4 separate regions of the Mus musculus genome follow, and regions 1, 2 and 4 are each linked to region 3. Evidence: chromatin contacts called from public HiChIP or PLAC-seq and promoter capture Hi-C data. All regions are on one chromosome and are shown on one strand. The core of a region is the stretch at or near the end of the contact, and the rest is flanking DNA. Distances in the headings are between cores, read along the strand shown.

Region 1 (4,997 bases), core at 1,405-3,904, 500 kb before region 3:
GTACACACAGGTACAGTCAATAAAAAAGAATGCACCTATGGGAAGGATCCACTCAACAAATGCTCTCAGCATCCACAACCCCCTCTAGCCTTATGTGGATACCCTAACCTGCTTAACATCCAAGGGCACGGGTCCACAGACAAAGCCCACTCACTGTGTTAATGCTCCAAACGAACACAGGTTCATCTCCTTCTCTGATGCTTCTGCCTCCCCTCCAGCCATGCCCACTTCTCTGCAGCTTCTTCCATCACCCACACTTGCACCTGAGTGCCAGTACCTTTCTGTCATTCAAGTTACAACTCAGATGTGACCTCTCTAACTGTTCTCACCCTTTCCCTTGGCCCCATCTTCATCCAGATACTGTCTTCTTATCCCCACTTTCTCCTGAAAGCTCCCCTCAAGCCCTCTGGGGTTTTTTTCTGGCTTATCTATTTGTAGTCACACATATACCCCCAAGCCCTCCAAGGGCCCTCAGTTGTCTTCTGGGGGGGACCTCTCTTTATCTGCTGGGATGAATGCTTATTAACCTCTGACATCTTCTTCTTAGTGGATCAGGGTCTGGCACAGTATGGATATTTCTCATTCATCTGTTTAGTTTAGCCATTATTGAATGCTAACCACTGTGGTTACCACACACTTGGTTTCAGTTCTTTTTAATCTGGAGCTGACTAGGTTAAATGGAAAGGCTTTGCCTGTTGTGTGTAAATTGCTGTTCGTCTCGTTATCTCCTGACTAGGTGTCCGTAGGACCAGGTGCTCTGAGCTGCTCTCATCCTCGTCCTGAAAGTTACCCTCTCCGGCCAGTTTGGTGATGACCAAGGAGGCAGAAAGTTCAGGGCAAGATACACTTTCTAGGAACTTGCCTCTAGGATCTAACTCCTTTCATGAGGCCACACTCCCAAACTTTTACCGTTTCCCAATAATGCCATTGTGTTTATGAATCTATCAGTCAATTAATCCATTAAACCAATGATCTTGTCAATTCTGGAGATGTCAACACAGACATACCCAGAATGTGATTCACCATGTCCTAGGCATTTCTGTGTATGTGTGTGCACATGTTTGTGCATATGTGCATATGTGTGTACATGTCTGTATCATGTGTATGTGGAAGGCAGAGGTCGACGGTAGGTGTCTTCCTCGATTACTCTCCACCTTATTTTTGAGACAGGGTCTTTCACTGAATCTGAGGCTCACTGATTTTCTAGACTAGATAGCAGCAAGTCTCAGAGGAGTCTCCTGTCTCCACCTCCTCAGAGCCAGGATTCTAGGGGTGTACCACTACACTCAGCCTTATATGTGGGTGCTACTAATCTAAACTCAAGCCTTCATGCTTATTAACTTCAAGCAATTAACCAAGAGAGACATCTACACAGCCCTTCACAGGCATTTCTAAGTCCAGTCAAGCTGACATCATAGAGGATCAGGGGGTTGGAGAGGAACTCAGTGGATAAGAGTCCTTAACCACTGAGCTGATGCCCTCGTCTGGCCTCCACAGGTACCAGGCACAGAAATGGTACACAGACATACATGTGAGCAAAATTCCTATACACATAAAAATATTTTTAGATAGAAAAGTGTAGTTGTAAGAAGTTTGCTCCTATCTACTGCTGAAATCCTATTGTGTAGATAATCCACAATTTATTTTGCTACTCAACCATTAAGGGTTTCCCAATGTTTAGCTATTACAAACAATGCTACTGTGAAAACTCAAGAATATATATATATATATATATATATATATATATATATATATATTTCTTGTGATTACATCCCACAGTAGATCTGCTGAGCCATCAATCTATAAACCAGCCCTGTGATTACTATCAAATCACTTAATCAAAGCACTGCTATAGTTTATATCCCACTAGCAAGCATAGACATCCCAGTTGCTCCATGTCCTGTGTTCTCACCAACACTTAATATTGTCAGTGTTTTAACTTTAGCCTTTCTAATGTATGGAGGAAGAGAGAGAGAGAGAGAGTTAGTTCACTGAAGCCTGAGTTTACATTTATGTAATGAATAACGGCAGTGAACATCTTTTGACATTATTGGACATTTAAGCATCCCCTTTATTTGTTTCTACAAAAAAATACAATATATGTAAAAATAAGCAAATGATTGACAAAGGAAGAAGCAATACAGATAACAGTCGGGCAGCCAATCGTTTCTGAGGCTCCTAACGAGTCTCTACAAGTGGCAAACTAGTTGAGGCAGGTCAAATAGGGGTATGGGTGAATTTTTCATTTCATCTGGTAGCTTATACGTAGCAGGAAGAATATACCCAGGAAGTGGGCCCTGCTGGTCCAGATCTCAAAGGTTCCCTCACTCAACTTAATCTGTTCCCTTCCATTGCAGGAGTCAGACAGTGGCCAACCCCTCAACAACCGTGGTAAGTTCACATCCCCAAGTCTTTGAATCTCAGCTACTGAGTGAGCCACCATTGTGCTAATGCTATGTGTGACCTCAGTCCACCATCCATCCATTCTTCAACAAGAAGTACTAAGTACTCATACGTTCCAGGATTTGTTTAAAAAAAAAAAAAAAAAAAAAAAAAAAAAAAAGCTTGGTCTCTGGGGAATATGACCAGCAGCCTGATGGCCAAGAACAGTGACTCCCCAGGCTATTCTGCCAGACCCTGATCTGCATGGAGTTGGGTTGAGCAATAGAGCAGCGTAGGCCCTGGTCACATGGAGTTCATGCCACCAAGAATTCGGGACACTGGTGTTTTACTGTTAGGAAAGAAAATAGCTGTGGATCTCTGACTAAAGGAGACAGATAAGTGAATCAGTAAAAAGCTCCCAGCTTTAAGGGTTTTACCCCTCCTATTATATTTTCTTGAATGCTTACTTCTGAGAGCCTTCATATCGGCAAGACGAATGAACAGGGAACATATCCATAAGACAATGAGCAATCCCACTCATATTAACGTTTTATTTGAATCACAAGTTAATAATAACCAGAAACAATAACTCGGCGAGTAGAAACAGTACCTCCTTTGTGCTCTGGAGTTAATGTAACAGTAGACCACAGAGTCCCCAAAGAGCACCAGGCTTCCCATGGCTCTTCCTGTGCCTCACCCAATGAACAAACCCAACAACTGCCAAACCAGAACACCTGGTGGAAAGGAAGCTGAAAGGAGAGACCGTGCAGCTGCTCAGGTGATGGGGAACACTGTATAAACCAGGCTAGATGAGTCAGCCAGCCATGGATGGGGGTGGCGATGGGGTGAGATCTGAGCTCCTGAGTCCCAGAAGTCAGGAATAACACTCAGGTCATTTGGCACCAGAAAACCAGCCTGTGGATGTAACTCTGTGTGTGTGTGTGTGTGTGTGTGTGTGTGTGTGTGTGTGTGGTGTGTGTGTGTGTGTGTGTGTACGCTGAATTAGCCGTGAGATCCATTTGGGTTAGTAAATGAAGTCAATTACACAGCGTAAAAGGTTCAGAGTACTAAAGTCCAGAAGTAAATGTGACCAGAGTCCCTGTTGTCACTCAAGAGGGAAGGGACAGGGGAAATACCACTTTCCTGGAAGCTCTATCTAAAAGCAATGGCAGGACAAACAGACAGAAGGAACAACCACAGGCATGGAGGATATTTCTAAACTTTAGTTAAGTTCCTTCCTGAGGAATATCCCTTCCAGAGAAGGAAGAGCCAGGACACACCTTTGGGCTTGGACACAATCCAATAGATTGTTCGATAACGGTGAAAACAAGTCAACCTCATGTCCCCAGAAGCAGGTGACCAGTAAACATATCATGCATGGATGACTGAACAAAATATTGATGTGTCCGTGGCCATGGGAACAGGGTAATTATGAAGACTTGATGTAAGGACTTTTAAAAAAAACAGGACCAGCTAGTATTATTGATAAAATTACTTTGTGGCAGGTCCTAACAACTTACAGGCCATACCATGTCTTTTTTCACATCCTTAGTACTGGGCCTCTGTACAGTTAAAACTCTCCATCAGGGAGGCACAGAGTTTGAGCTTTCTTATCAGGCCATTGATACCATCATGTATGGGGCACTGGCCTCTGGCAGACATCAGTCTGAGTTTCAGCTGAGCAGAGGACTGTGGGTAGAGCCAGACACATGACTGGCACTGTCTGAGACCGAATAAAGTGAGCTTGGAGAAGGGCTGACAGGATGCGCCTAAAAGAACAGAGCCAAGGATGGATCGTTTCCCATCTCGTGGACACTAGTTGGGTGTCTACTGTGGACCTTGCTCTAGGCACTGGAGACTCGGAAATGCACAAAAGACACCGTCTTCCATGGTGGCTTCATTTCCATTTCAGGGAGGGGTGAGAGGAGACAGAAAACAAGCCAAAGTAGGTCAGAGATGATAAGTGCTTTGGGAGAAAAACAGGCAAGAGGGGAAGATGGGAAATGCACAGTGGTCTTATCTTAAACAGGAAAATCTAGAGTGGGCTCACACAGAAGAGACTTGAAAGAAAGGCTGGAAGCTGAGGGAGTGAGCCATGTAGGTGTGGAGGCAGGAGAGAGGCCGCCTGCTGCTTTCTAGGTTTCTGAGGCTCTCAAGCTTCTTGCCCAGCCCCCCCTTGGGGAGGAAGGCTCCCACATGAGTTCATTGCCTGAAGGAAAGGGACCTGAAAAGGTCCAGAGCCTGTCTCTGATGCCAACTGAGGACTTTTCGCAACCTTGTCATACCCCATCTCCTTGGCCACCCAAGTGTTCTTTTGTGTCACTGTGACCGATACACCTGACACAAACAACTTCATGGACACAGGACTCATTCTGAAATAATGCCAGGATGTTTCAGTCCATGAAAGAGTGTTAGCAGAACAATTCACATGATGTCGCAGAAAATGGGATTCACAGAAGGAAATTTTAAAAGTAGGCAAAGAAAGTAGACTCCCAAATATAAACCCTCGAGATCTACTTGCTCCAGCTCAACCTTAACTTCCCAAGTTTCTAGACATTTCCAAAATAGTATCACCATTTGGGGACCAAACATTCAAAACTGTGAGCCTGTTGTAT
Region 2 (5,235 bases), core at 643-3,142, 420 kb before region 3:
CTCTAAGAAACTAGGTGTCAATGTCAGCACAACAACAACAACCACACACACACACACACACACACACACATCACTAGCATTGTGGAAAAGATAACAGCCCATGTAGATGCATGTTCTTATTGACTAGCCTTGGGGAGGTCAGGATCCACTGAGGAGGAACAAAGGAGCAGAAGGCTAGAGCCTTTAAAGGAAGCCCAGCAACTGCCTTCAGTTCCAAGACTAGTTTCTAGAATCACTAGAGTCTCCATTATTCATGGGCAGCCCTACCTCCTCAACCCTTGGGACTGCTTTCTCTTGGATGCTTCTGGAAACCAGTAAGTATGGTAGCCCTGGTGTTCTAGGGACCAAAGCTACTAAAAATTCAAACAGAAAAACTGCTTGTTGTAGGATGAAGAAACCCAGTTTACATGGTCTCCAGCAGCCTCCTGTCTTTCAGGACTGTCTCCTCTCTATTCCCCCAACGCCCTTAACGTTGTGTGGCTTCCTTACAGGTTCTTTCTTTGGACGGAAAGAGGAATTTAGGTGTCTGGTTGAATGACTTTGTACTCACAGAAATCAAAATTAACAAGGGGCTGGGGCAGAATCACCAGATGACACTATCATTACATCACTTGATTTTGCTATTCAGACTGGATAGCAGGGGGCTGGAGAGATGCCTCAGAAGATAAGAACACTGGTTGTTTTACCAAAGGGCCTGGGTTCAATTCCCTGCACCCACACGGCAGATCACAATTGTACTCCAGTTCCAGGGGATCCAAGGCTCTCGTCTGACTTCCATGGGTACTACACATATATGATATGCAAGCAAAACATCCATGCAAGTGTGCACAAATACATACACACACACACACACACACACAAACTTTTTTTTAAATAAAATAAAGGGTTATTTATTTAAAAAAATAAAAAAGACTGGCTAGCATCACATAAAAAGCCAAAGAACCAGTTATTAAATGGTAAAAAAAAAAAAAAAAATGAAGCAATGAATCAAATTGGGCAAACAAATGTGACAGGGTTAGAAGGCTCAACCCAGGCACAATTGCCTAAGCTACTTCATTTAGTCACTGGGGGTGGGGGGTGGGGGTGGGGGATTCCTGGACTAGAGAGACGACTCGCTGGGTAAAGTTATTTGTTGCTAAGCCTGACAACCTGAGTCTCCCGGTTACCTTTCTGTCAAGTTGATACAACTGGAGTCACCTAGGAAAAGATGGCTCCATTGAGGAATTGCCACCATCAGATTGGCTTGTGGACACAACTGTGGGACATTTTCTAGATTAATGATTGATATGGGAGGTCCCAGCCCCCTGTGGGTAGTGCCACCGCTGGGCAGGTAGTCCTGGGTTGTACAGAAAAGCAAACAGAGCAAGCCAGTAAGCAGAGCTCCTCCATGGTCTCGACTTCAGTTCCTGCTCCGAGGTTCCTGCACTGATTTCTCTGTATGACAGACTGTGACTTGGGAATACAAGACAAATAAACCCTTTCTTCCCCCAAGTTGTTTTTGGTCACGGTGTTTATCATAGCAACAGAAAGCAAAGCAGGACACCCAAGGACCCATGGGAACCAATGGCTGCAAACTGTCCTCTGACCACTACAGACTCATAATTTTTTAAAAATAAAACAAGGCTGCAAACTGTCCTCTGACCACTACAGACTCATAATTTTTTAAAAATAAAAATAAAACAAGCCCCACAAATATCCACTCCTACATAAGTAAGCCTCAATTTAGCATGGTTTGACATACAAAATTTTTCTACTTGGTGCAAATGTGAAAGCCATATGCATTCACTAGAAGCTGTGCTATGAGTTCCCAAGTTTGATCTTTTCCCAGGCTAGTAACAAGAAATAACATCCTGTCTCTCAGTGCAAAGCAATAGTAAGCCACCACAGTCAGCTGCGAGATCACAACCAACTAGGGAGCCGCCAAGCCTCTATAGTGTGGTACGGATAAGCTGTGATGTAGTACGGTTAATGTGCTTGATGAAGTTTAAGCTTATGATATTTTTACTTCATGATTTTTGCAACCCTTTCTAAGCCAAGAGCATTTATATGGGAAAAATAGGCCCCAAAGCATACACATAATCTTTTTGGTATGAAGAAGTAAGAGGTTGGGCCAGGGCTTGAAACAGCCACTTAACTTCAAAGCCTTTTTCCTATACTGTCTACCTGATTCATTTTCTCTCTCTCTCTCTCTCTCTCTCTCTCTCTCTCTCTCTCTCAGGCCATGGGATAAGAAGCAAGCAGGTTTTCCCTGTGGTCTCCTGAAGTATTAGTATTTGATAGCTCTGGATCTACCTCAATTTCGAAATATAAAAGGAAGGTTTCGGGAATCTAGGGACAGGAGAGAGATGTGGGTTTGCCCTTTCTCCTCAGTTCTAGCTGCCAAGCCCAGTATGGGAACCAAATGGAACAAATCAAAGTTGGACATATCAAAGCTTCCGCACTATGCCCTCGGAGGACCAAGCTGCCCCACCCATTCTTAAGCTTCTACTCCAATTAGTTTCAAACCCAGAACAATGGTTGTGAAATCACCGTCCATCCACCTGACTCTGTATCCTGAAGGCCATGCAGAAGAAGGCCATTCTCCAATACACACACTGTTTAAGGAAGTAGAAATGGGCTTCTTAGCCCAAGAAAGAATTTAACTCAATAAGCCACACATGAAGTTTCTTCCTCTATGAGGACCTCAGCTGTGGAAAGCCTAAGACTCTGCTCTGTCCAGGGGAGGATGCTGCCTCCAACGTAATCTTTGTTTAGCATCAACAGATGTTTTCTGTGGCTCCCAAAGAGCACAAAGAGAGATCTAGTGACTCTTTTCCATGGTTCACCAGAAGCAAACAGAATGAACGAATAACAATCGTGTCATGTTTGAAGGGCTTGGGGAATCATTTAAAAATGTATCCCTACTTGAGGAAAAAAAATCAGACGTCAGAGATTCAAGCTACTGTAGTGGGTTTAATCCCAGCACTCCAGGGGCTGATACAGAAAGATCTAAGGTAGCCTGGGCTACAAAGCAATACCCTGTCTCCTTCATGTCCTCTTTTTTTTAATCTTAATTTTTAATTGTTTTAATTTTTTAAATTTTGTTTGTATGGGTGCTTTGTTTGTGTGTGTGTGTGTGTGTGTGTGTGTGTGTGTAGGTGTGTCACATGCACGCCTGGTGCTCACAGAAGCCAAATGAATCTCCTAGTGCTAGAATTACAGATGGCTGGGAGCTGCCATGTGTGTAATGTGAATTGAATCCAGGTCCTCTGTAAGAACAGCAAGTGTTCTTAACCACTGAACTATCTCTCCAGCCTGAATCTTTTTTTTTTTAAGTAACTCACTGAGCCCAACTAGTGCTGTTCCTATCCAATGGTTCACACTTGGTGTCCAGTCATCCCCTAGAGGAATGGTTGGCCCATCAATCACCACACTTTCTCAATAGCTCCTCAGCTAGGAGTGGGACCTCCTGGACTCATCGCCCAGTGCTGCTGGAATGTCGGTTAACCCGATCTCCTGCAGGTACCCACAGCTGCTGTCAAGTCCAGAGGACAGTTTACAACACTGCTCTGCTCCCCTCAGCTCTTCCTGCCCCCTCCAGCAATGTCCCCTGAGCCTTGATGGCCTGGATACAGACATCCTATCTAGGGCTTAGCACTCAAAAAAAAATCACTTATTTCCAGTGTTTTGACACTCTGCATTAACTGTTGCACACTGCAAAAAGAAGCCTCTTTGACCATAGCTGACAGCATCCCTCGTCTATTAGTATAGACATAACTATTTAGAAAGTAGTTTCACTATACAAACATTTACCAAAAAAATAGTAGTCACCCCCAACTCCAGAACCTAGGACCTCCCCAGCTATAGACTTTTGGCCAGGTTTCCAGTATCAGGCATGAACTCCCTCCTGTGGAGCAGGTTTCAAATCCCATCAGAGAGTCGTTGGCTCTCCCGATAAAGGTCATGTAACAATAGTCCAGGAGGCTCCACCGTGTGTATGAGTGCATGGTCCAACACTAGGTAAGACCATTTATGCCTCCCCCTCAATGGTCTTCATAGCACCCTCTGGCACCATGGAAGCTAGCCAACAAGGAAGATTTCCAGTTGGCACCAGGCTGACTTCTCTGTGTTTACCAAAGTGTATGGTGTCATCAGCAACAGATCTTACCACTGAGTTATGGGCAACACTCTGTCTCAGACAAGCAAAGAAATCAGTGGCCCAGGGACTAGGCCAGTGTAGCTCAATAATAGAGTGATTGTGTTGGTATAGACAAAACTCCAAAACAAGTCCCCAGTAGTTAAAAGGGAGAGAAGGACTTAGAGAAGACTTTTATTGCCCCTGAATGGGCAATGAGGAGAAAGATACAGAAATGAGGTAAGGTCTGTGACAGTTGAGGAAAGGTGACCATAATGAGTCCCAGCTGATCCCTAGGAGCCATAAGTCAAGATTTAAAAAACCAAAACTTCTAAGATCAACACTTTTAGTTTTTATTGACCATTTTTAAAAAACTTTTATATATATGTATGTATGTCCATGTACCTTGCACATGCAGGGACCACAAAGGCCAGAAGAAGGTGTCAGCTCCCTTGGAATTGGAGTTACAGTTATGAGCCACCATGTGGATGCTGGGCATCAAACCCCAGTCTTCTGCAAGAGCAGTCAGTTCTCTTAACTGATGGGCTATCTCTCCAGCACCACTCCCATTTAAAAAAAAAATATTTAAATAAGATCAACCTGTTTAAGTCTCATGATAACAATGAAAAGTACAGGAGTCTCATATTTCAGACCAAGGATTCAATCGTTGGCTGTTCGCTTTGGCAAGCCTGTTCAATGCATTTGGAAAACATGGATGTCCAAACTCCACAGGCCTAGCTTCAGCCATCAGTGCAGATTCCCAGCCCGAGGAAATCCCAGAGCTGTTCTCATATCCCACTTCCAATGGGTTACCCCTAAGTCTTCCCCCCAGATCCAAACCAGTCCCCAGATGCTGAGTCCATTGTGGCTCTCCTCAAAGAACACTCTCTCAGGAGTTCCATGCTTCAAATTTCCCCACTTGTCCTTCATCTGGGACATAAAAAAAGATGATTCCAACAAATCACACCTATTTGGGGATAATTCATCAAAATAATTTTTTTTTTTTTTGGTTTATATCTCTGTGTGTCTCTTAGTAGCTCATCCGCAAAAACGAACAACAAACAAGCAAACCACTGTTCACGTTACAGATCCAGTCCAATGGAGAGCTTGAAAGCACAAGG
Region 3 (5,614 bases), core at 1,209-3,708:
TCTCAGTACTTTTCAGTGCTAGCCAGGGATAGCCTCTGGAAATGCAGACACAGGCGGGTGGCTAAAGGAGACAAGCTCAGAGCTCCATGTTCACTTACTTCTTTGCCGTTGCTCCCCACCAGGTGTGCCGTGGCTACCTGATCAAGATGGGTGGCAAGATTAAATCGTGGAAGAAGCGCTGGTTTGTCTTTGATCGGCTGAAGCGCACCCTTTCCTATTACGTGGGTGAGTTCCCACAGGCTGCCCTTGAGCCTGTCAGGGAGGGGGCTCCTGGGTTCCAACAGCTGGATTGTCTGGTCTGCTAGAAGGAAGCCAAGCTTCCAAGTAGAGGGCCAGAGGCTCTAATGGGCTTTGGCTTCCCACGCCTGAAAATGTACAGAGTGCACCCGATTCGCATTGGTTTGTTCTTCATTCATTCATTCATTCATTTGTTCGATCATTCATTCATTCATTCATTCATTCTGTGGTGGTGTTGAGTATCTCATAAACTCCAGTTCCTGTTTTAGACTCTAGAGACAACTAAGTGGTCATGCCTTCTCCCTTGGTGCATATGGTCAGGAAGTTGGATGCTAAGCAGAGAGTTAAAGTAAATACAGTGAGTGAGTTTGCTGACAGGAGATACCCTGATGCTGGGCTTCGGACTGCCCCTTAGTCTCCCTCAGAGACCTCGAGGTAATCGCTTGAGCAGTTTCAGGGACTCTCGGGACAGTCCAGGAACCAGGAAACTTATTTACGATGCTCTTCTTCATCCAGTCTCTGGCGTAGACTCCTGTCCCGGAATACCTTCAGCCTTTCCCATTAGATCCCGAGGTTCTGGGTGGCCCTCTAATCAGCCAAGGCTCAACGGTGCAGTGATCGGCAGTCCTCCATATGCACCACATGAACTCGCTGTGCACTGCGGGTTGGCTGTCTCTGAGGCACAGTGCGACTTTCTGGAACGTTACTGGGCGTGTTGGCAGAGCCAAGAGAGTTCTGAGGCGCTTTGCTTTGACATTAAGAGTCTCAGCGGGGAGGTAATGTGTGACACATTTGCCTACCAGTCACTCAGCCCCGCCACCTGCAAAGCTGGGGAAAACAGCCCTACCTACCAAGAGCCTGGAAAGGGGAGGGCTTCCAGGTCATGAATGCCCAGGCCCAGGGCCTTGCTTGCACCTCTTGACTTTCTGCCCTTTTAAGAAGCCTTCCCCAGCCGGGTGTGGTGGTGCATGCCTTTAATCCCAGCACTTGGGAGGCAGAGGCAGGTGGATTTCTGTAAGTTTGAGGCCAGCCTGGTCTACAGAGTGAGTTCCAGGACAGCCAGGACTACACAGAGAAACCCTGTCTCAAAAAAAAAAAAAAAAAAAAAGGAGAAGCCTTCCCCAGTCGACATGGGTCCTGGATGTGGAGAGACACAAGCCTGAGTGTAGCTAGAGGGACGTTGTCAGCCTGAGAAGCAGAGCCACTTCAGACACACTGGGGCTGAGATGCGTCTAGCTAGGTCCAGGGAAAAGGTTAGGCTGGGAGGCAGACCCTAGTTGAAAGTCTTGGCGTAATAATTATAGGAAATTCAGGGCCTGTCCATCAGACACTTGAACGGTTGGTACTCTGGATGCATCGGCTCATCTAATTTTTGCCAAAAGCGCTATATTGACACCTCCGTTACGTATAACGAGTTTAACAGGGCTCAGAAAGCCTTTGCCCACAGTCTCTCAGCAAGGACAAGGCCGAGGAGAGGGGAGGAGCAGCCACGAGTGGAGAAGAGGCAGGATAGAAAGCAGCAGAGGCAGAAAAGGAAGCAGGAAGCTGGCTCTGACTGTGCGCCAGGTGCTGGGCTGGCGCTTGGCAAAGGCAATCTTGGTTCATGCCTGTGAAACAAAGGAGACCACGTTTAGACGAGGAGCGGAAACAGAAGGAAGCCAGCCAAGGGAACAGACATTTGTAAGCCCAAGGTGTCACCAGCCATGATAGATACCACCAGAGGGTCAAGCAGGATGTGGCCCAAAGGCCATTTGACTCCGGGTCTGAGATTTGTGGAGAGAAGGGTTTCCACCATGCAAGCAGGCAGAAGTCAGATTGCACAAGACCAAGGATAGGTGGGCGGGACAGAGTGTACGAAGGTTGCTGTTTCCCTGTTACTATTTCCAGGGAAAGAAGAAGGGGGGCAGAGCACAATACCACTGGAGGATGGCCAGGAGGAAATGCTGAGATGGGTTTAGGGCTACACCAGGACCTGGGTGTGGCTTGCCGGTTGGACCCGCGCCCTCCTCCTTCCTACAACAGGAAAGCACATTAGATTAGCGTGGGTAAACCCCTCCAGGCGCTCACCTTACCTGGAACCGTTCCCACCCTCCTCAGCACTCCGGCAGTCATCCCTGCCTTGCTGTGTGACATCAGCCCGGAGTGTAATGCTGTAGTGACAGATGCCGAGTTCCGTGCCAGACTATGCTGGGTGCTCTGAATGGGCTCTTGCTTTTCACACCTCTTCCTTCCCTCAGATGTGGCAGAGTACTCCTGAGCTCCAAGCCACGCTGGCAAGCAACTAGGCTGTGTGCCTGTACCTCCTCGCCACGTTGTAACTTCCTAGCACAAGAGCCTAGGATCCCTTTGCAGGTGTCAGTTCCTAGGACTCAGTCATCCTGCCACGAGCAAGCGAGCGCCTGTTCTGTGCCTGGCACATAGCTGTTGCCGTTGGAGGAGGATATAGGTGTGGATGACAGAGGTTCACATTGAGTGTTGCAAGCTCTGTGCTGAGAATCTGTGGTGTCTGTTGCAGTGGCCCGCAGTGGATCTTGGTTAGGAGTTTGTGGACAGGAGGGAGATGGCCCTGGGGTGTGAAGAGCTGGGTTGCTAAGGGGACAGTGAGAATCTCAAGAGACTCCACCTAATTCAGTGTGGGGGAGGCTGCGAGGCAAGGATGTGTTGGCGGCAGTGTGAGCCAGGCACACACAGGCAGCTGGTTCCCCAAAGAGGAACCATCAGAGAAGGTTTTAAAACCCATTCCTCAACACCAGGTCAGGTGAGAGGCAGGGCTAGAGGCTAGGACAGGACCTTCAGGAGGCCGGAGGGAGGAGGGAACTGGGCCTGAAGTAACCCGGAGTGTGGGGAGTGGAGAGGGACCCATGAGAGGAGCTTACTGGTAGCTGTCACTTCTGAATTCAGTGGTTAGTATCATCCTCTCCTGGAGCTGGTGGCTGAGGGTGGCAGTTGTACCATGTGATCGGTGTTTGTAGTGGCCTGTTTCCCTTCCTCCACACCCAGTGTTCACCTCTGCTCTGACGGCTCCCCTCCCCCTCCCTCTCCCCCTCCCATTCCCTTCCCCTCCTCCCTGACCTTGAATGTTGTGTGCAATGTATATGCTCTATGCTGTTCACATGAAGGGAGTAGAATGGCCTAAAGAGCCCAGTAGGAATCAGTGTACGGCAGTTCTTCTTAGCCCCGCCCCTCAGAGGTGGGGCAAACCCCGCCCACCACGGAGCTAGCACTACATGCATCCCCAGCTCTGTGGCTGCTTCCTTCTGTGTTTTGTTTAGTTTGGTTTTTCGTTTTGTTTTAGGTTTTCCTTTTTGAGACAGACTTTCACATAGCCCAGGTTGGCCTTGAATTTGCTATGGTAATGGTAACCCGTGAACTGCTGATCTTCCTGCCTCTACTTCCCAAGTTCTGAAATTGTGTGTGTGTGTGTGTGTGTGTGTGTGTGTGTGTGTGTGTGTGTGTGCACGCACCCGTCTGGTTCTCGAGTTGTCTGAAGTGGGAGCTCTTCAACGCTGAGCAGCCCCAAGCCCTACCATGCCGGGGTTGTGTGATGTTAGGAGCCCAGGGCTTCATGTGTGCTAGGCAAGCAAGCAGCCAACTGAGTTTTACTCCTGCCTTCCTTATTTTCTTGAATAACACGAGATTCATATCTGTATAGTTCAAAATCAAAACATAAAAAGTTTACTTTGAGAAATAAGTCACCACCAAGCACAGGTAACATAAATTTTGTTTTGTTTTGTTTGGTTTTTTTTGTTGTTGTTGTTGTTTTGTTTTTCGAGACAGGGTTTCTCTGTATAGCTCTGGCTGTCTTGGAACTCACTCTGTAGACCAGGCTGGCCTCGAACTCAGAAATCCGCCTGTCTCTGCCTCCCGAGTGCTGGGATTAAAGGCATGTGCCACCATGCGAGGCTAACTTTTTTTTTTTTAAGTGAGACACTGTTTCTTGTATCCCACATTGGCCTAAAGCTCACTGTGTAGTCAGAACTGGTCTTGAACTCCTTATCCTAAAACACTAGGTTTATTGATGTGCACACACTCAGATGAACAACGTTCGTATCCCCAGTGGCAGCTAACACATTCTCCTGGTTGCCTCTTAGGTATCTTAGCAGTCTTTCTGTTTCCAGGACATCTATGAATGTATACGGACATTGGTGCATTTTATAGAGTCACCCCCACGCCTCTACGCCTGTCGGTTGTTTCTTGGGGCTGGAGCAATGGCTTAGTGGCTAAAAGAGCACCCGAGGGTCAGACATGAGGATCTGAGTGCAGGTCACAGGACTCCTTAGGCCTGGTACATCCCTGCTGCCCCAGCGCTGTGACAGAGGGAGATGGGGAGTGCTGGGGATTGCTGGGAACCAACCTAGCCTGGGGTCGACGAGAGACCCTATCTCAAGAGAATATGGTAGAGAGTGACACCCTCTCCCAGCCTCTTGAGTGTGTGTATGCACATGTGTGGGCGTGCACATCCTCACACATACACATACATACCACATACACACATTCTGTATCATCTTACATAACAGCAACCATGTAATATTCCATTGTGTGGCACTAATTTATTAACTCATCTCTGCTTGAGGGATATTAGTGTTGCCTACACAAAGCTGTGGCAACCGTTGTAAATCTGTTCCTTTATGTAAGTCGGATAAATGATTTCTGTTGTTCGCTTGTTTCTTGACACAAGGTCTCAGTATGTAGCTCTGTCTGACCTGGAACTTACTAGGTAGACCAGGCTAGTCAAGCTACCTGCCTCTGCCTCCTGAGTGCTGAGATCAAAGTCTTTCTAATCTATTTATTATTTGTATTTATGTTAAAATGTATTTATTTTAGAGATATGTAATATGTCATTTAGGCAGGCCAGGAGCTCAAAACCATCCTGCCTTTGTCTTAGCAAACTGCTAGGATGCCAGGTGCCTACTTTTTTTTTTTTTAAGATTTATTTATTTTATATATGTGAGTACACTATAGCTGTCTTCAGCTGGGATTTGAACTCAGAACCTCTGGAAGAGCAGTCTGTGCTCTTAGCCACTGAGCCATCTCTCCAGCTCCCAGGTGCCTGTTTTAATCAATGAGGTCAGGTTATCCGTGTGAGCCTCACTAGCTCTGCGCCCAGCTGTCATGGTTCTAGCGATTCTGTCTTACGGTGGTCGATCACATCTCAGCAGAGTTGTGATTCGAATCATCCCTGCCGTCAGGCTCCCCTTTAGACTTGGAGTCCTGTAAGCCATTCCCCAGATGAGGACGTGAGCTCTGACTCAGACGCCGCCATGCTGGGATGCTGGGTCCGGCTCAGCCCATCCCTCCCCTCCTTTCTTTGCAGACAAACATGAGACGAAGCTGAAGGGGGTCATCTATTTCCAGGCCATCGAGGAAGTGTACTATG
Region 4 (5,290 bases), core at 2,231-4,730, 270 kb before region 3:
TATCTTGAATTTTCTCCTAATCCAACCTGAAGATTATGAAGGATAAAGTAGACAAGACCAATTACTGGCTAAGGATTGATTGATTGTAGCATTTTACTTAAAGCACAGTTTGTGCTGCCTGTTTGCCAGGCATGACTTCACTTGCTACCTGGAACAAAATGATGTGGAGACATAGCTGAAACAACAACGCATGTGTGAAGAACTCCCTTTGGAGGGCTGAAGCGATGGCTCAGTGCTTAAGAGCACTGGCTGCTCTTCCAAGAGACCTGGGTTCAATCCCCAGCACCTGTAAAAGTAACTTTTATTCATGTGATGTGATTGTCGTCTCTAAGCCTTACTGCCTCTGTCTGCTATCCTAGGCCTAGTCCTGGAAGCTTCCAGCCTCTGTACAACATGGTGGAGTGGGTTCTCTTTTTCTGTTTCTCAGGGGATTGGGCTCAGGTTGTCACATTTGTGTGGCAGATACTTTTTCTTGATGTGCCACCTCACTGCTGCACTGGCCCACTGAATTATGACCTGCGTAAGAACCCAGCAAACATTAAAACTTAGAATGTTTTGTTTGTTTTGGTTTTTTTGAGACAGGGTTTCTCTGTGTAGCCCTGGCTGTCCTGGCACTCACTTTGTAGACCAGGCTGGCCTGGAACTCAGAAATCTGCCTGCCTCTGCCTCTGCCTCTGCCTCCCAAGTGCTGGGATTAAAGGCGTGCGCCACCACGCAGGGCTCACAGGTTTCATTCTTGACGTTTTATTTTATGGTTTTGGTGTTTGCCAGCATGTATGTGTATCACATGTATGCCTGGTGCTTTATGAGGCCAGAAGGAGTTAGATCTCGAAAAACCAAAAAAAAAAAAAAAAAAAACCAAAAAAAAAAAAAAACCAAAAAAAAAAAAAAACCAAAAAAAAAAAAGAAGCCTGTATGATATATAATTAGCCTATGATAATATTTGCCAATTTTAAGTGATTTCACCTGTTCTCAGCAGTTTTTAGTAATTTGCCCCATCATAATTCAGGTTGAAAACATCACCACCACTGTTTTAATAGTCCTTATGCTGACTCTCAACCCCAAGCAGCCACAAGTCTCTGTCTCTTCAAGTTTTCTTTTTCTTTATTGGGAGAGCTTGATTGCAGAGGCGAAACCCCAAGCCCAGCACTGGTGCTGCTTATATAGGCCTAGGAGAGGCGTGTCTCACACCCGGATTGGTTATGCATTCTACCTCATTTGCATGCCTCACACCTGATTGGTTATACTCTCAGTACCTCACAGAACCTCATTATCATGCCCGGGCCAGGCAGTGTCTTGGCAAAAAACGTTATTGCATATGTACACATTGGTTGTTTACCCAACCGTATGCGTGGTGGCCAGTGGTAGCCAGCGTCACCTTGTAATGGCATATGTGGCTTCCCACAGGTCCTGCTATCTATCTAGCCTTGAACTCCAAGTATATGTGTATTTTGTTTCTTCTTGCTGAAAAGCCATTTCATGGGCAGTCCACTGCTTGTCCATTCCCCAGTCAAAGGACACATGATGGTTTCACTTCTCGGCTATTATAAGCACTGCTGCAATGAGGATTCTTTTGAAATGTTCTATTTTGTTTTTATTTTGGTTTTTTCAAGACTCAGTTTCTCTGTGTAGCCCTAGCTGTCCTGGAACTCTCTCTGTATATGAGGCTGGCCCCAAACTCACAGAGATCCATCTGCCCTGTCTCCAAGGGCTGGAATTAAAGGCTTACACCACCACAGCCCAGCGTGCAAGGCTCTTTATGCAACTATAATTTCATTTCTCTGGAGTAAAGACCTAGGAATGAAGATCATATGGCAAATTCACTTTTAGCTCTTAAAGAAACAGCCAAATTCTTTTCTAAACTAACAGCATCGTTTTACATCCCTACTGACATGACAGCTTTTTGTTTTTATGAATCTTGAATTTTCAACAATATTTGTCACTACTTCAATATAGCCACATTAACATTTATTTTGTATTATTTTTATTTTGTGTATATGGGTGTTAGGGCTGTTGGTCTATCTTTGCACAATGGGCATGCAGAGCCAATGGAGGCCAGAAGAGGGCATTGTATCCCTGAGAGTGGAGTTAGTGATTCTAGCTGCTAGGTGCATGCTGAAATCTGAACCCTGCCTCCTTTGGAAAGTAAGGCGGTGCTCTTAACCGCTGAGTCATCTCTTCAGCTCAGAGCAATGGCTTTTTACACAACACATAATATTAATCTTTGCCCCAACCTCACTTTCTTAATGGTGACTTTTGAAATGCAAAAGTCTTTTTGATAAATTCCATTTTATAGATTTTGTTGCATTTGGGAGGTCATGTCTAAGACAAGATTGTCTCCTGTCTCATTATTTGTAGGTCATTGTTAGGGATTTGGTCTAGCTTTAACAATAAATGTCACTTAGAATATATGTAAAGTATTAGTAACAAATAAGAATAAAAGATATCATTGAAAAATATCTGAACATGTAATTTTATTAAACTAAATCTCACTTCATAGCAGTTATATAGATATACACTATCAAGTACAGCAAAGAAGTGCCTGGTACTCCTATGCATGTATGCTACCAATCTCTTGCTGAGGTATTGAGCTGTGCCAATATAATTTTTTTTAAGGGGTATCTCAGAATAGGGTAGGGTTTTGGTTGGTTGGATGGTTGGTTTGAAGTAACCCTAGGTTAGTCCAAACTCACTGAATAGCAGAGGATGACTTCGGATGCTCAATTCTCCTGTCTCTATGTACCAAGTGCTAGAATTACAGCATGCCCCACGGTGTCCCACTCACTACAGTTTTAATTTTCATTTTCCTTACTAAAACTAAGAACCAAGGCTGGAGAAATGGCTCAGACGACCCAGATTCAATTCCTAGCACCCACATTGCAGCTCACAACTGTCTGTAACTCCATATCCAGGGAATCTGACACCCTCACACAGACATACATACAGGCAAAACACCAATCAATGCTCATAAATATTTTTCAAAATTAAAAACTAAAAATTAACCAGACTTGTAGGCTGTATACTGTTAGCATTGTATAGATAAATCTAAGACCAACCCAAAATAGCGCGCTGCCTGGCACCTAATACCTGCTCAAAACGTCTTATACATTGTCCTTGTTGGTATTGTTACTGCTTCTAAGCCACAACGAGTGAAACGGCTCCAAAAAGCCATAGGACAGAAGGGAGCGTAAAAAGCAAAAAGTCACAGTCTGTGCAGAGCCCGACACCACAATAGTGTATCTGCCCTCAAGAGATGGATTTCCAAGGTCTAGCTTCATATTCCACAAAACTTCAAAGCACGCAGTCATAGCCAACCCTGCCCCGCCCCGCCCTGCTGCCTAGCCCAATCCCAAAGCCACTTCCGGCCCGCCCCCCACCCTCGCTAGCTGCCAGCAAACGTGCGCATGCGCCTCCTCGGTGTTTTCTCTGTCATTAGCGAAGCCCGACACCGCCCTACTTCCGGCGCGGGGTAAAGACCCAACAGGCTCGGCGCTCAGCGATGATGTCAGCTCCGGTTGCCTTGCTGAGTCGGAAGTAAGAACCTTTTGGTCGCTGTAGCTGTGAGGTGTCGTCGTCCCTGCCCTTTCAGGCTCCGGTAAGAGGCAAGGTATAAGAGGACGAGAGTGTTGAGGCTGCGACCCGGTTTTCTCCTAAGCAATTGCCAGTCAAGGCCCCTGCATGCCTGCTGTTCTCAACTGCTTGCCTGACCCGGGTCCGTCTTGAACTTCGACCCTGTCTAATCTGGAAACCCTTACGGTGCTCCGGCGTCCGGTGGCTCTGCACATTCCCTTCTTCTTTGCCAAGTCCCTGCTAGGAAAGGCCCGAGTGTGGGCTGTGGCTGTCTTTTGACTTATTTTATCTAGGACCTGCGCAGGGTGGGTGGGTCTCCCTGCTGCCTATGAATGTTACTGAACCCCAAAGGATAAAATACGAAGAGTGAACGACAGTGCCAGATGCCAAGGAGACAAAATGAAGCTCGACTCATAGCAATCAAACCAGTAGGGTGCGTGTAGCAAGAGGTTGACTTTTAAAGCGAGTGACGGCTTCCCAGCTGTAGCTCTTTGGATTCTGCTCGAGTTTTTCTTGGTCGAGAAAACATTTCTCAGATTGACCATAGAGTCAGACGTTTTGTGTTTAGTATTGTTCCTTTTAGGATTCTTTTTTGTCTCCTAGAGCAAGAATGGGTTAAGTCTCAATGTCATTGACTTTTTTGGTCCCAGAGACATAAAATGGGGCCCAAGATGAAATGCCAGGGTTTGTTAGAGACGGTTTTGTTTGTTGTGTTGTGTTCTTTTTTTGTTTTCGGACGTGTATGTGCTTCACTTGATGAGATCCTAGCTTGCAGATAAACGTATTGCAAGGATTTTTGTTACGACACCTAATGTAACACTGAAGGTATTTCCAGGTAGACATGTTACTTTGGGAACATTTTTAAATTCCAAAATAGAGACTTTATGGAGTACAATTTAATACAGTGTAATTTGGGCTTGGGGTAGGGAGTTGCTGGGGTTATAAACTAAGCCCTGGTGCATACTAAGTGCTCTAGAACAGAGCTACACCCAACCCCACCTTAGCCATAGAACTTGGCTATAGCAATCTGTTTTTCAGTGTTACCAATAGTTCTACTTTAAAACTGGATTGGACATGATCTTAAAATATCTGTATGCTCTCAGGAGCCAGTAGTGGCCTTAAAGGATTAGCAGCACTCTATATAAGTAGAAGCTTGAGTCAGGAGAAAATGAGAGAATTGTATGGGTCCAATGGTTGACACTTCCTAGAGATGTAGACTTTTGCAGCAGGTATGTAAAGTGAAGTTACTTACTAAAAATGAATCAAATCCAAAAGCCTTGGGGGGGCTGGTAGTTGTGCCATCCCAAAAGCTATCAAGAAAGTGGATGTGTTTCTGTGTGGCAACTGAAAACAAGGAATTTGGGTTTATTATTACTATTACTGTTTCTTTTTAAAGATAATTTTTTTAGTTTTGCTTATGTCTCCATATGTGTTTCTGTATATATGCATGCCATATGTGTGCAGCTGCCCACAAAAGTAAAGGGTATTGGATCCCCAAGAGCTGTAGTTACAGAAAGTTGTAAGCTGCCCGACATGGGTGCTAGAAACTAAACTGTGGTCCTCTAAAAGAACAGCAAGTACTCTTAACCACTGAGCCATTTCTCTTTCTTTCTCTCTCTCTCTCTCTCCCTACCTTCCTTCTCTTCCTCTCTCTCTTAATCTCTTTGTTTCTTCCCCTCTCTCACTTTCTTTCTTTCCTATTAAAGAATCTATTTTTTTA

What was found. Promoter capture Hi-C pulls out the DNA fragments that hold promoters and counts their contacts. HiChIP or PLAC-seq counts read pairs in DNA pulled down with a chosen protein or histone mark.
Region 1: an H3K27ac HiChIP or PLAC-seq map of T-cell acute lymphoblastic leukemia shows a contact between it and region 3, with 2.9 times the contacts expected there. The contact joins two enhancer-like sites. A contact is called at or near these places in 1 of 484 Hi-C or Micro-C datasets (cerebellum) and 3 of 115 datasets of contacts at active chromatin or transcription factors (T-cell acute lymphoblastic leukemia, large pre-B cells and microglia).
Region 2: an H3K27ac HiChIP or PLAC-seq map of T-cell acute lymphoblastic leukemia shows a contact between it and region 3, with 3 times the contacts expected there. The contact joins two enhancer-like sites. A contact is called at or near these places in 4 of 115 datasets of contacts at active chromatin or transcription factors (T-cell acute lymphoblastic leukemia and embryonic stem cells) and 2 of 9 other capture datasets (embryonic stem cells and liver).
Region 4: a promoter capture Hi-C map of hippocampal neurons shows a contact between it and region 3, with 2.1 times the contacts expected there. The contact joins the promoter of Ube4a here to the enhancer-like site in region 3. A contact is called at or near these places in 4 of 39 promoter capture datasets (the 3T3-L1 cell line, the C10 cell line, hippocampal neurons and 1 more), 5 of 484 Hi-C or Micro-C datasets (the G1E-ER4 cell line, the N1E-115 cell line and embryonic stem cells) and 4 of 9 other capture datasets (adipose tissue, liver, macrophages and 1 more).

What each region holds. Positions count from the first base shown.
Region 1 is chr9:45,187,523-45,192,519 of GRCm38.p6, reverse strand. Tmprss4 (transmembrane protease, serine 4) reads left to right here. Exons shown (of 13, transcript NM_145403.3): 2 at 2,358-2,391. Among named protein-coding and RNA genes, the nearest start is that of BC049352, 5.7 kb to the left of the region's middle. Within about 2 kb of position 2,654, at least 51 of the 459 cell types and tissues checked have an H3K27ac peak or open chromatin away from gene starts, as enhancers often do. A contact at or near this core is called in T-cell acute lymphoblastic leukemia, where this site is marked.
Region 2 is chr9:45,107,743-45,112,977 of GRCm38.p6, reverse strand. Gm10684 (predicted gene 10684) reads left to right here. Exons shown (of 3, transcript NR_033547.1): 2 at 2,219-2,993; 3 at 5,203-5,235. Jaml (junction adhesion molecule like) reads right to left here. Exons shown (of 11, transcript NM_001005421.4): 11 at 4,447-5,235. Among named protein-coding and RNA genes, the nearest start is that of Scn2b, 7.5 kb to the left of the region's middle. Within about 2 kb of position 1,892, at least 7 of the 459 cell types and tissues checked have an H3K27ac peak or open chromatin away from gene starts, as enhancers often do. A contact at or near this core is called in T-cell acute lymphoblastic leukemia, where this site is marked.
Region 3 is chr9:44,688,640-44,694,253 of GRCm38.p6, reverse strand. Phldb1 (pleckstrin homology like domain, family B, member 1) reads left to right here. Exons shown (of 22, transcript NM_153537.4): 20 at 123-225; 21 at 5,552-5,614. Among named protein-coding and RNA genes, the nearest start is that of Treh, 18 kb to the right of the region's middle. Within about 2 kb of position 2,458, at least 134 of the 459 cell types and tissues checked have an H3K27ac peak or open chromatin away from gene starts, as enhancers often do. A contact at or near this core is called in T-cell acute lymphoblastic leukemia, adipose tissue, hippocampal neurons and 1 more, where this site is marked.
Region 4 is chr9:44,963,790-44,969,079 of GRCm38.p6, reverse strand. It overlaps Ube4a (ubiquitination factor E4A), which reads left to right and starts at 3,480. Exons shown (of 21, transcript NM_001346698.1): 1 at 3,480-3,595.